Linked DNA regions of Mus musculus: all the other regions are linked to region 3. The links are chromatin contacts, called in public Hi-C maps. All regions are on one chromosome and are shown on one strand. The core of a region is the stretch at or near the end of the contact, and the rest is flanking DNA. Distances in the headings are between cores, read along the strand shown.

Region 1 (4,169 bases), core at 1,116-3,615, 75 kb before region 3:
GATGCAGTCACCTCCCGGCCCTCTCTTCCCCCTACTCCTCCCTCTCTCACCCTCACACTGGAACCTTGGGTCGTGTCCAGTCCCTTGTCTTCTAAACTCACCACCAGCATCCTTCAAGCCTCAGAACTCAGCATAGGCCTGAAGCAAATACAGCGTGTAGGCTGAACACTTTGAGAGTGCTGCATGGTTACACATAAATACAAATACATCACTGTGTTATTTAATAAGCCTAAGAACAGCTCAAGGACTGCATTCACTTTTCAATTATGGATGCAGGGTTGGTAGCCTTGTTCCTTACATCTCCAGAATCTTCCAGAAGTCACCCACTGCATGCTAATTCTAGGTCACTAACAGGCGTCCACTGCTACCAGAAAGATTGGCCTAGGACTCCTGCTTAGAGCACAGTACCAATTAGACAGAACTGTGGCTCTTGATTATTAAATCAGTGGCTAGCCACGGGACTCCCCTCATAGTTGTTATAGAAAACCCTGAAAGATTCTTCATACAGAGAAGATTCCAGAAGGCTGATCAAACAACCTCAGGTCATAAGCAAAGGATGGGCTTGGTCCCCAGTCCCACATACCCTTTAAGTTGTCACAGTCTCAAAACCTACCACAGAAAGCTGCTATTTGGCTAACTTTCTGCTTTGCTCTCTTTAATTTAATCCCTGACTCTACCTAGCTCACTGGACGTTCAAGATGGGCCCTCCTTATTTATCTAAACCTCTCTGGATAAATCCTCAGAAATAACCAGAGTGTGTGGTGATTCTAAATCCAGTCAAGTTGACAATGAAGATAAACTGTTCCGTCACAAATCCCCAAAGGGCAGTACAACGTACAACAGTTTGAATATGCTTGACCCATGGGAAGTGGTACTATTAGGAGGTGTGGCCTTGTTGGAGTAGCTGTGTCGCTGTAAGGGTGGGCTTTGAAGTCTTATGCTCAAGCTTCACCCAGTGTGGAAGAGACCCTCTTCCTGGCTGCCTGAAAACGACAGTCTCCATCTGGCTGCCTTCAGATCTGATGTAGAACAGCAGCTTCTCCAGCACCATGTCTGCCTGGATACCGCCAAGCTTGCACACTGTAAGCCTGCCCCAGTGAAGTGTTTTCTTTTAGAAGAGTTGTCTCTTCACAGCAATGGAAACCCTAACTAAGACAGGTAGGCTCTTATCTGAGAGACAACTGAAGTCAACTATCTGAGAGACAATTGTAAGACAGAGAAAGTTCATGTGTGTGTCTTCATCATTATATCAAGTGATGAAAATGAAGTAAAGGAATTTATAAGGCTGGAAGAAAAAGGAGCAAAAGGAGAAAGAGGAGAAAGAGGAGGAGGAGAAGAAGGAGAAGGAGGAGAAGGAGGAGAAGGAGGAGAAAGAGGAGGAGAAGGATGAGGAAGAGGAGAGGAAAAAGGAAAGGAAAAGGAAGCAAACAGGATAGGATGTAGGACAGAAGAGGAGCCACACCACCACAGTGCTAAGACATTACTCTTCATTTTTATAAAATTTGTTTTTTAACTGACATGTAAATTGCATGGGTCATATTAATTGTACATATGAACTATACATGCTAATTAACTATACATACTAATGGGATACCACACCAGTTAATCGCCACCCTCTTAGATCTGTCTTCCACCATCCATCCTATCTTGGGAGATCAAGCCTGGCAGATGGTATTGTGCTGGTTTCTCTGGCTTTGAGACAGCCAATGGGAGGGTTTCTAAAGAGCAGTGAACAAGAGGAGAAAGATGAAGTGGCCTTCCCTGAGTGGTCTTTGCTTTAGTGCATGGGTCCAGCAACACCTGTCCCTACCCTACTCCCTCTGGAAAACCATTCTGCCTCAGCTAGAGAGCTTCCCAGGTTCCTCCCTGACGCTATGGGCCTGGAGGTGGTCCTAGTCTTTGGGCAGCTGGGTAACTCTGGCCAGCTCCTTTAGCTCTATTGTATTAGTCTATTTTGCATTGCTGTAACAAAACACCCACACAACAACTGGTGGGCACGTTAGTTTAGGCACCCAGCACAGTAGGGAGGCATGATGGAAGGATTCGGGCTATAGCCTCCTGGCCATATAGTAGGGGCTCTTCCCATCACTGCAGATCAGGCAGGAAGCAGGGGATGTCAGGAACCTGGGACAGACTATAAAGTTCAAAGGTCAAACCCTAGAGATCTACTTCTGACAACTAGGCCCCACCTCCTAAAGGTTCTATAACACACACCCACACACACAAAGCAGTGACACTATCTAGGAAATCAACATGCAAAATATGAACAGATGAGACACATTTCTGATTCATCTACAGCACTTATCTCTGGCTCTGTAACCTACTCCTCCATCAGTCACTTCACCTGACCTAGCACCACCAGTTCAGTTTCCTCCTGAGCCTCCTGTAACACCAGAAACTGAGCTGTCCTCAGCAAACCTCCACAGTGAGATCACAGCACCCTCAACAAGGAAGCCCTAAGCAAGGGGAGGTACTTTCTTGGAGCCAGGCTCGATTCCATGTCAGACCTAACTATTCCATGCTTTGAAGATGTTTTATTAAGGAGAATTCATTGCAGTGCTCAAATAATAATAGCTAATTGTGAACAGTGTGCAGAGAAAATAGTAAAATAATACTAGAACCAGCTAGAGCTGGCTAATGTTTAAAAGGTGACGTGTACCTGGCAGTGGGCTGCTTGCTGGAATAAGCACAGCAAGCTCCAATTATTTAATAGCAGGATGGGAATTTTATAGTCCCACTGTGTATATACACCACGATGTCTCTTTATCCATTCCCGTTTGTCCAATAAATCTTTATCAAGCATCTAAGATTCCAAAAGCACTAAATTACCCTCAGAACCCAGCGACCAAGGCATTGTGTTTGTCTTCAGATTAGAATCTAGTTGGGTAGAAAAACAAGTAAGGAATTAACCGTGATTAAAAGGCACACAGAGCTGAGTAGAGAGCTGGGAGACAAGGGGGAAGGAAGCCTTACCTAGTGTTGGGTAAGAAAGCAAGCTTCCTGGATGGAAGGAAGTCAAAGACGGAGGGGCAGGGGCTGGGGAAGTGACTGTCCTGGGAGCATAAGGACCCCAGCTTGGATCCCAAGCAACCACTTAAAAAGGCAGTGTGGTAGCATGCATGTGACTCCAGTGCTGGGCGGGTCAGAGACGGACAACCCGGAAGCTCATTGTCAAGTCCACCTAGGTGGTCTGATGAGCTTCTTACCCAGTAAGAGACCCCACCCCAAGGACTAAGGAGGTGAGGGGTAACAAAGACACGCAACACCAACCTCTGCCTTCCACACACACACACACACATTCACCACACACACCACCCCACACACCACACCACCACCCCACACACATACACACACTATTAAAACCAAAATAATTAATTCCATTTAAAAAAAACAGAACAGGTGGGAGCCAGAATATTTACTAGCTTTCAGACTCCAGCAGCTGGAGGAGACGGTGAGGCTGTTCAGAGATGGGGGACTTAGGAGACAATCACACTGGGATGGAGAAGCCAAGGATGAAGAGATCTCTTTGAGATAACATCGGCATGGTTACCTAGAAATGTCCAGGGAAGTGTGCAGAAGGGCTATAGCTCAGGAAGGGACAGGTAGAAATGGAAATGTAGAATTGCCTACAGACACCATCACTCAAGTGCCCATTGGATTAGATAACGGTCAGTACACTGAAAAGTCCCCACAGGAGCTTAGGCTACAGCTGCACGAAGACACTGGAGGATGAAGACGTGAGGAGGGTACATTTGCCCCTCCCTGAAAGATACATCCCAACCATCTGGGTAATGCCAAACAAGACAGGACAGGTCACTGTAACAGAAGATGCCAGGCATGCTGAACAAAAACCAAAGCTACCTGGACAGCAGCAGCAGACTGCGCTCACCGCAGATACCTAGCATTCAAGATATTTTCTTTGATTTTTGGCACCACAGAAACCAAATCCAAAATCATCCAAATTAGCCAGGCAAAGGCATTCATGGTCTGGATAATGCTGGGGAGAAAAGCTACTGTTATCTGAACCTGAGATACACCATCGTTAACTCAGCAGCTCCCATCTGGACAAAAGAGGATGGGCTGTCACCACCAATACACCGGAGTTGCTGTGTGCCTGCACAGTCTGCCAACTTGGTCACAAATCTCAAAACATGCAGGAGCCCCAGGAT
Region 2 (4,071 bases), core at 102-2,601, 120 kb before region 3:
GGCGATAACGCCACACAGCCAAGATCTAGCTTTGTCATGAGAGGCATAATTAAATTCTCATAAACCAGACACTACAACTGGCCCATCTGCTTCTCCTCTTAGTCATTCTCTGCTGTACAACCCTGCTGAGCAAGCAGGAAGGGATGGGCATTGCTTGCAATGAACATAGAGATCTTGCTCTATAGACTGTAGGAAAAGTCTCCTCTAAGAAGTGAAGTGTCAGAGACAGAAGTAACAGGGATGATGGTACAGGTAACACTGAGAAGTTGCTAAGCCTTAGTGTTATACACTATAGATTCATGATCTTAAAAATTGCAAAGCAGGATTAATGCTGACAGACAGACAGATATTTTGAAGCTTTGTATGTGCACACACCCCTAGAGCAGGCCACTCACTACAAGCAACTAGCACATCTGTTACTGTTAGACACATACACACACACACACACACACACACACACACACACACATGCCTCAGCAAGTACAGGAAAGCACAAGCCTTGTGGGGCTATTGAAGCTGTAAGATCTCTAACATACATCCATGTCCTACCAGCCGAATGTCCTCAGAAGCAATGTTAACTCTCCTTGAATAAAGCCCATGATCCTAGAGCCCATTATACTATAGTCTCTGCCCTAAGAATTCAGATTATCACTGTAACATTGCCATACAGCAGGAGAGCAAGAAAAAAATGTTCTTTAACCCCTCCCCCAACCTCTGTGTGTGTGTGTGTGTGTGTGTGTGTGTGTGTGTGTGTGTGTGTTAGGAGTCTCCTTCAATCACTCTTCACATTATTTTTTTAAGGAGTATTTCTCACTGAACCTGAAGCCCCAGAATTCCGCTAGACCTGCTGGCTAGCAGGCCCTGGGATCCAACTGTCCCTGGCTCTCACTGCCCGAGGTAAAGACATAGACTGTCACATTCAGTGGTTTAGCTGGGTGCTGGGGATCCAAAGTCAGGTCCTCACGCTTTCTAGCAAGCACTCTGCCTGCGGAGTCAAAGCAATATTCAAACGTGATCGTCCACCTTCTGCTCTGTACTACTGAAGCCCACATCCTAATTCTGCATGGCCGGCCCGGCAGTAACAGGAAGAAGGGAAGCAGAGGCGGCTGAGGAAGCAGCACACTCGGTTAGCTCTGCATGACATGTATTTATTCACACGGTGGAGCCTGCGAGCGAAGGGCTCGGATCTCTGCTTGCTGATGTTCCCACCCATTCTCCCACCAGCCCACTCTGCTTCCACATCCTTGCTCACTTGTGTGCCCCCTTCCCTCCTCTCCTTACCTGCTTTCTCCTCCCTTGATAAAAGTAGCCAGGCTGCCAGACAGCTGTGACACATGCCAACAGGGAACCTGTACTCAGGTGTAAATCCAGCTTCCAGGAGGGGCTTTTTTTTGTTTGTTTCATGCATCTCATTGAATATATTTAAATACATTATATACAGCCCCTGGCTGCAGGAGGCAGAAAGAAAAGCAAGTGCTCTTTCTGAACTCCCAGCAGTAAATAGAGAAGGCACGGGTGTGTGTGTGTGTGTGTGTGTGTGTGTGTGTGTGTGTGTGTATACATGTGTGTGTCTGTGTGTGTCTATGTGTGTCTACGCACACAAAACCACATATGTACATATAAAGATATATACACCCTTATGTACATATATTCATATATACATATGTACTTACATGTATGTATTCATGTAGGTGTACGTATGAGCACATAATACATATACACATACATGTATACATTCACATGTATATACACATGCATGTGTGAGCACACGTACACACACAATTCACTGGGTGGACAACAGTGCAATATGATTAAACATGTACTAAGGGGGGAAATGCATCAATGCTGGTCTTAAGGAACCCTGAGCTGGCACCCAGTTCCTCTCTGAAGGGAAGATGGACTCCAAAGGGGAAAGACTGAAAATGTTGCCACAGAAATGAACAGGATCTCTGATGCCACAAAACTCTAAGTCTGGGCCCAGAGCCACGAAGCCACGGAGTCATGGAGCCACATCCTAAGCCTGCCTTTTTTCGGATGCTGCTGGAGTCACTCTTTCTGGCCACACCCCAGGTCAGCACCTGGGCAGGCTACAAGGCCTCACATTTATCACATGAGCTTTGAGCTTAGGAGTTTGTACTCTGGTGACAAAGTCCCCAGAGTGAGGCCTGCCTCTGCTGCTTCAGGGGACCTTAGGCTTCCATTCCTCCTTTGTAACTCAGAGATTGAGGACAGCTCTTGCCTGTGGGACATGGGAGGACATGGTACACTCTCAATACTACTACATAAAGGTCACCTTCTGTTCCCTGGGCCTTGTCATCACTTCAGCTAGGTTTAAAAGCCAAACATTTCATCTCTTGGCCCCCAATCTACATACAGGTAAACTGAGGAACAGGCTAGTAACTGGCAGTGTCTCTGTCCTTCAGGCATAAGTTGACACCATGACAAGTTCCTTTCACCTGCCTGGAGTCTCAGTATTACAGACTAGCCTTTCTCCAACCAATCCTGCTACCACCAAGGGCAACTCTTCCTAAAACACTGCCCACCCTGGCCTTCCTCTGCCCCAGAGTCAACCATGCACCCTCTTTATTTACAGTTCAGCATCTCCACTTTTCCAAGCACAGCCTTCGGCTCCACTGCAGGGCACACTCACCATTCTGTTCCTCTATACTGGCTCCCAACTCCCAGCCTCATGCTGGTCACGCGGTGCCTCGTGGTTGCTCCAGCATCCCCTCAACTCTTCCCACATCTGTGATGGCACCCACTCATCCTCCATCACCCTCCTCCACTCTCTCAGAGCACCCAGGCACCCACCAGGACCTAGCATGGTATCACTTAGCAACTGTCACCCGCTGTGCTAGTAAGATCTTATAGCTTTGGGCAACACATCCTTGGCATGCAACAAGGCTTCTCAACCTTAGCACCACTGGCTGGGTTGGATAACACTGTGGGGGAGGATGCCAGTTCTGTGCACTAGGATCTAGCAGTGCTCTTGATGACTACCCACTTACACAAGTAACAGCACATACAACTACCAAATGCCCCTCAAATGTTACCACATGCCATGGGGAGAGCACCCCCCAATTAACAAGCCCTAGGATATACTCATGTCTGTCTTTACATATCATATGAACACTAGACTAACAGATTCTAATTCTTCTAAGCACCACCAGGACAAGACTGCACACGGTGTGAATACATGACATGAGTACATGCATGAGTGGGTACATGTGAAGCAAAGGGCATGGCAAGGCTTTACAGGAGCCCTGAGCATGGGACCCAGACTTGAGCGCACACAAAAATCCTCCCTGCTCTTGATAAACATTACAAACAACACGCAAAAACTTCTGAATCACCGCACTATCTGGGGGTCTAAGCCAGTGCACATTGCTTTGGATATAATGAGCTCAGTTAAATTTTAGAGAGTGAATAATTTCTACCCCAGAGCACTATTTGCTGGAGAGAGAGAAAAAAAATCACAGCTAATATAATCGGGAGTCACTAGTGCCCACACAGGTTAGGCTGAGCACATTTTCATCTTTCTTGTGCTTTCTCTCTTTGCTTAGTGAACAGAAGGGATGGAAGTTGAGAAGCTGTGTGGAGTCACAGAACGGACGGGGGACTTGGAGTCAGTCAGGGGGCCATGAAGTTTGATACCAAGTTCATGGGAGATTTACCTGGAGTACAAGATGCCCTAGTGAGGTGTAGAAGTCACCACCTATAGGAAAAAACTACTTCTGTAGACACTAGATAATAATAATGATGATGATAAACAGCCAGCACTATGGACTTCTTCAAACTTTTTAAAAATGCATTTTGGATGGAGCATATATTCTATACAACAGAGTATTTCGAGGTTCGTGGTTGCCTTTGGGAGCTTCCCTCTCCTGAGTCGTAAAATGAAATTTCCTGCTAGTCACATAGATTGCTGTGGGGCCTCTCTGAAGCAGTCTGAGGGGAAGTGATTGCAGGGGTGGTACTTAACAATGGCTCCATTTCTTCTTCTTTGTACTGATCAGAGCTCTCATCAGCAAAGCAAGAGGCACAGAACTTCATGCTCCACACTTAGTTGAT
Region 3 (3,761 bases), core at 108-2,607:
TACTGAGTGGCACATGTTCAGAGCTCTGATGACACACACTTTTGATTATTTCTGCTTTCTGGAGATGTAACCATCAAGCATGAGCCCCGGAGAGAACCGCCCCTAAAGACTCACTGATCCTCCTCCCACCCGGACATGAACCCCAGCGCCGGGCATCTGACCCTATGGTGAGATGTACACACAGATGAAGCTCTGACCACATGTCACTCTGAATACTGCGAAATTCTTCCCTCCCATCATCCTGAGGCCAGCCAAAGTCTTGTCTACACCTAGTACGTGCATATGTCAATTCCATAGGAATATATGATGTAAGGGTAGGACCAAAAGCTGAATTTCCTCGTGACCACTTTCGTCGGCCCAGTGCGCCCATACACACGATGAGTAAGTGCACACAGCCAGCGATCAGCGAGATCCACCATGCTCAGCCCACAGTCACGCGTGGGGAGAAAATCAGTGGAGGGCGGTGGTGGCAAGGGAAAAGGAAAGTCGCCCGCCCGCGTGGGCTGTTCTCTGCGCGCCCTGCGCTCCCCTCCCCCGCCCAGGAGAGGTGTCAACCGTGGGCGCAGACCCACGCGGTGGACTCGCGGAGGGTCTCCATAAGAGCGGACTATGGGACAATGAGGACGCATCGACCAGCCAGTTTCTGCCGCGGTGGCGGTGGCGACGGTAGCAGCAGGAGCAGCCGACGCTGCTGCCGCCACCGATGCTACTTCCACCCGCTGGTCCCCAGCACCCACTTACGTTCCGAGGGTCTCCTTGAACTCGAAGATCTTCTTAATGTCTTCTGCTTGCTTTTTCCAGGAGGAGCTGCTCTCGCCGTTCTCCCGGGCCATGGCAGACTAATGCTGTAGGGCGGCCGAGGGTTGCGCTGGGGAAGGGGCGCCGGAGGCGCGGCGCGGGCTCCGGGGGATGCCCGGCGCCGGGATGCGGAGCGGGAGGATGCGGAGCGCAGGGAGGCTCGGGCTGCCGCAGAGCTTCCTCTTCGGCAGTTTCCTCTTTCGCCTTGGCTGCTGCCGCCGCGGTCCCTCCCTGGCTCTAATTTCTACTGCTCTCCGGCAAAGACTTCCTGCCTCTGCCGCCGCCTGCCAGCCTCACTTTCTGCTACTTTCTTGCCTGGCTCCTGCTCCCTCCCCGCCGCCCGCCCCACTCCCCCAGCCCGCCTCCTCCCGCGGGCTCCCCGCCCTCCCAGTGCACCCGGCAGCCTCCCCGCCTCCCGCGAGGCGGCCTTCGGGGATGTCCCGCTCCCCCTCCCCTCCCCAGGAGCTCCGTGCTTGGGCGCCGGGATGCAGCACTTGACCACGGAGCCACGCACGCTCCCAGGCCGTCCGCGCACCCTGGGTCCCCGGGCGAGGGCGGGTGGGAGAACCCAGCAGGTGCAGGGCGCCGGAACGCGCGGGGGAGCCCTAGCCTTTAGGGAGCTTTATTATGAAGTCAATGCTGGGGGCGCCCGGGCTTTCCCTCTTCGAGCAGGAGGGGGCGCCTCTGCTTGGCGCTCGGAAGCTCTCGGCAAGGTGGGGTTGCGCGGCTCACGGTTGCGGGGCGCCCAGGGCGGGGCGCCTTCGCATACCCAAGAGCCGGTGACCCAAGCCTGCTGTGCAGGAGGGCGGGTGGGGGCTTGTTGTCAAGGCAATGGGCGGCGGCCTGGATGGAGCCATCGGCAGGCGGGCGTTGACTCCTGGCCGCAGCTTTGCCCCAGCAGGCGCTCCCGGAGCTCGGCAGTCACCTCCGGACTCCGCTGCTGGAGCTAATTCGCATTGCACCAAAATCTGCTTCACGTCAGTTTTGGAGCAGCTAAAGGAAACCTCGGGATGTATCGGACAGGCACGCCCAAGACGAGCCAATCACCGCCTGGTGGTCCCTTCCGGAGTAAAACTCCAGGGGTTATTTGGCGGCCAAGTGATGGGTGGATGCGGGACATGGTGGCTGGCCTGGCCCAGAACTGGAGTGACTGGACTGACTAGTGTTTGAACCCTTCTGATTTCCTCTTTCTCACTTTACTCCTGATGCTCTGAGGCCGTGGCCAAATTACACCGATTCAATGGAAAGACGCCTCTCTCTAGCGCCTTCCCCCATCAGCATACCCCGCAAGTGGCTTACTTAGAAGGTTAAGGTAGAAGCAGAGATACATTTTCCTCAGGCCTCTGGTCTCCAGAGTGAACTTTGACCTGCCCACTCTCACCTGGTATTCACCTGTTAGAGGACAGTAGGCAGCGTTTCCAGTTGGTCCTTTGGTTCAACTGGCAGGGACTACTACCTCATGATAGGAAATGTTAAGTTTTCTTTGTAGCAAGACTTCCTCTCCCTTAGAGCTGTTCGGCTGAATTGAGTAAACAGCCCTGTCTCTTAACTGGGGACACCTGTCCCATTTTCCCAGGACTGTTCCAATTTGAGAGGGGGGAGGAGGAGGAGGTGTGAATCTGCTTTCAGAAAAAGAAATCCCCCCCCCCCAACACCTCCCCATTGGTTCAGACTGGCCAGAGGCTCTGCCTTGGAGCCCTTTGTGGACTCCCAAGGAGGTTAGAAGAAAAATCTACCTATCCCTAGATTCTCAGTGCTGTTTTCCACGTTTCTTTGGCCCTTAGTCCTAAGCTCTTGAAGCTGAGAACAGCAGAGAAGAGGGTTATAACCATTGGTTGTTTAGGAGTGTGACAACCGAGTCATATGATCATCATGTTAAGTGTATTTACACAGACCTGGATGCTGCACACACCCAGCCTGTGGGATACACACGCTCACGGGCTTGGAGGTTGGGGAGAAACAGCCTATTGCTCCTAGAGCCATAATGAACAAAACATGAAATTAAATCAAGCACAAGACAAAATGATGCAATCGAGAGGCACGGTAAATACAAGATACAAGAGGGTACTGCCGGCATAATATAGCAAACTGACTTACAGTCAAGTTTTCTTTCACAAGCAGAAGAAACATAATCTAAAAAAAAAAAAAAAAGTCCAACCCACTAAATAGATAATTCAGTAAGAGTCATTTACTATCAAGCATTGTCTACCTAAGGAATGATATCTACAGTATTTCTAGGCAAAGCACACCATCGTAGGTCTGTTTACATCACCAATACCACAGACCCATGAGTAATGGGTCACACTGATGTTATGACTGGCTAAGAGGTCACTGGGCCATAGGAATTTTGCAGCTCCATTATAATCTTATGGGATTAACGTCAGAATGTCATTATGCCCACATGACTGTGCTTGCTTTTACAAACCCAGAAGAAATCGTACAAACAATATCTGAGGGGTGGGGGTGGGGGTGGGGGAGAACTAAGGAACCTCTCTCCAAGATGGAGACATGCCCAAAGTCCAAAGCATACAGCACCCCTCCAGTAAGAGCTGTATACACTGTATCTTATTGCATAAAGCATGGGTCAACAGAACCCAGCGACACTGTCCTGTGCCCCTTCTGTATCGTTTCCTTTCTCCTTCTCCATCTCCCTCTCTTTCCGTTTGATCAAAGACAGGCAATTCCAATCTCATAAGAAAAGCAGAGATAAGGACCTGGGAGATGGTTCAGTAGGTAAAGTGCTTGTCTTGCACATGTGAGGACCTAAGTTTGATCCCCCCGAATCCAGGTGGTTTGGAGTATATTTTTTGTTTCTGTTTTTAGCAATAATAATAATAAGATAATAATAATAAACCAGCTGCGGTGACAAACACTTGTAATCCCAAGGCTAGGAAGGTGGAGATGAGAGAATTCTGGAACACAGTGCCCACCCAAACAGCCAGCCTAGCCTACTTGGTGAGTTC

What was found. Hi-C and Micro-C count contacts between places; a contact is called where the count stands out from the background.
Region 1: a contact with region 3 is called in a Hi-C map of uterus, with 4 times the contacts expected there. The contact joins the enhancer-like site here to the promoter of Camk1d in region 3. A contact is called at or near these places in 9 of 39 promoter capture datasets (the 3T3-L1 cell line, 3T3-L1-derived adipocytes, the HPC-7 cell line and 6 more), 1 of 15 datasets of contacts at CTCF or cohesin (the NIH/3T3 cell line), 21 of 484 Hi-C or Micro-C datasets (CD4 T cells, the G1E-ER4 cell line, Th2 cells and 9 more), 10 of 115 datasets of contacts at active chromatin or transcription factors (CD4 single positive thymocytes, CD8 T cells, the NIH/3T3 cell line and 7 more) and 1 of 9 other capture datasets (adipose tissue).
Region 2: a Hi-C map of the N1E-115 cell line shows a contact between it and region 3, with 4 times the contacts expected there. The contact joins the enhancer-like site here to the promoter of Camk1d in region 3. A contact is called at or near these places in 8 of 39 promoter capture datasets (the 3T3-L1 cell line, the HPC-7 cell line, cranial neural crest and 5 more), 15 of 484 Hi-C or Micro-C datasets (the AtT-20 cell line, the G1E-ER4 cell line, the N1E-115 cell line and 9 more), 13 of 115 datasets of contacts at active chromatin or transcription factors (CD4 single positive thymocytes, CD8 T cells, bone marrow-derived macrophages and 7 more) and 1 of 9 other capture datasets (adipose tissue).

The regions. Positions count from the first base shown.
Region 1 is chr2:5,637,521-5,641,689 of GRCm38.p6, forward strand. The region is part of intron 1 of Camk1d (calcium/calmodulin-dependent protein kinase ID); the gene reads right to left. Among named protein-coding and RNA genes, the nearest start is that of Camk1d, 75 kb to the right of the region's middle. Within about 2 kb of position 2,366, at least 9 of the 459 cell types and tissues checked have an H3K27ac peak or open chromatin away from gene starts, as enhancers often do. A contact at or near this core is called in embryonic stem cells, regulatory T cells and uterus, where this site is marked.
Region 2 is chr2:5,595,935-5,600,005 of GRCm38.p6, forward strand. All of the region lies in intron 1 of Camk1d (calcium/calmodulin-dependent protein kinase ID), which reads right to left. Among named protein-coding and RNA genes, the nearest start is that of Gm36853, 120 kb to the left of the region's middle. Within about 2 kb of position 1,352, at least 34 of the 459 cell types and tissues checked have an H3K27ac peak or open chromatin away from gene starts, as enhancers often do. A contact at or near this core is called in the N1E-115 cell line, bone marrow-derived macrophages, cerebral cortex and 2 more, where this site is marked.
Region 3 is chr2:5,713,405-5,717,165 of GRCm38.p6, forward strand. It overlaps Camk1d (calcium/calmodulin-dependent protein kinase ID), which reads right to left and starts at 1,358. Exons shown (of 11, transcript NM_177343.4): 1 at 742-1,358. The coding sequence starts at 833.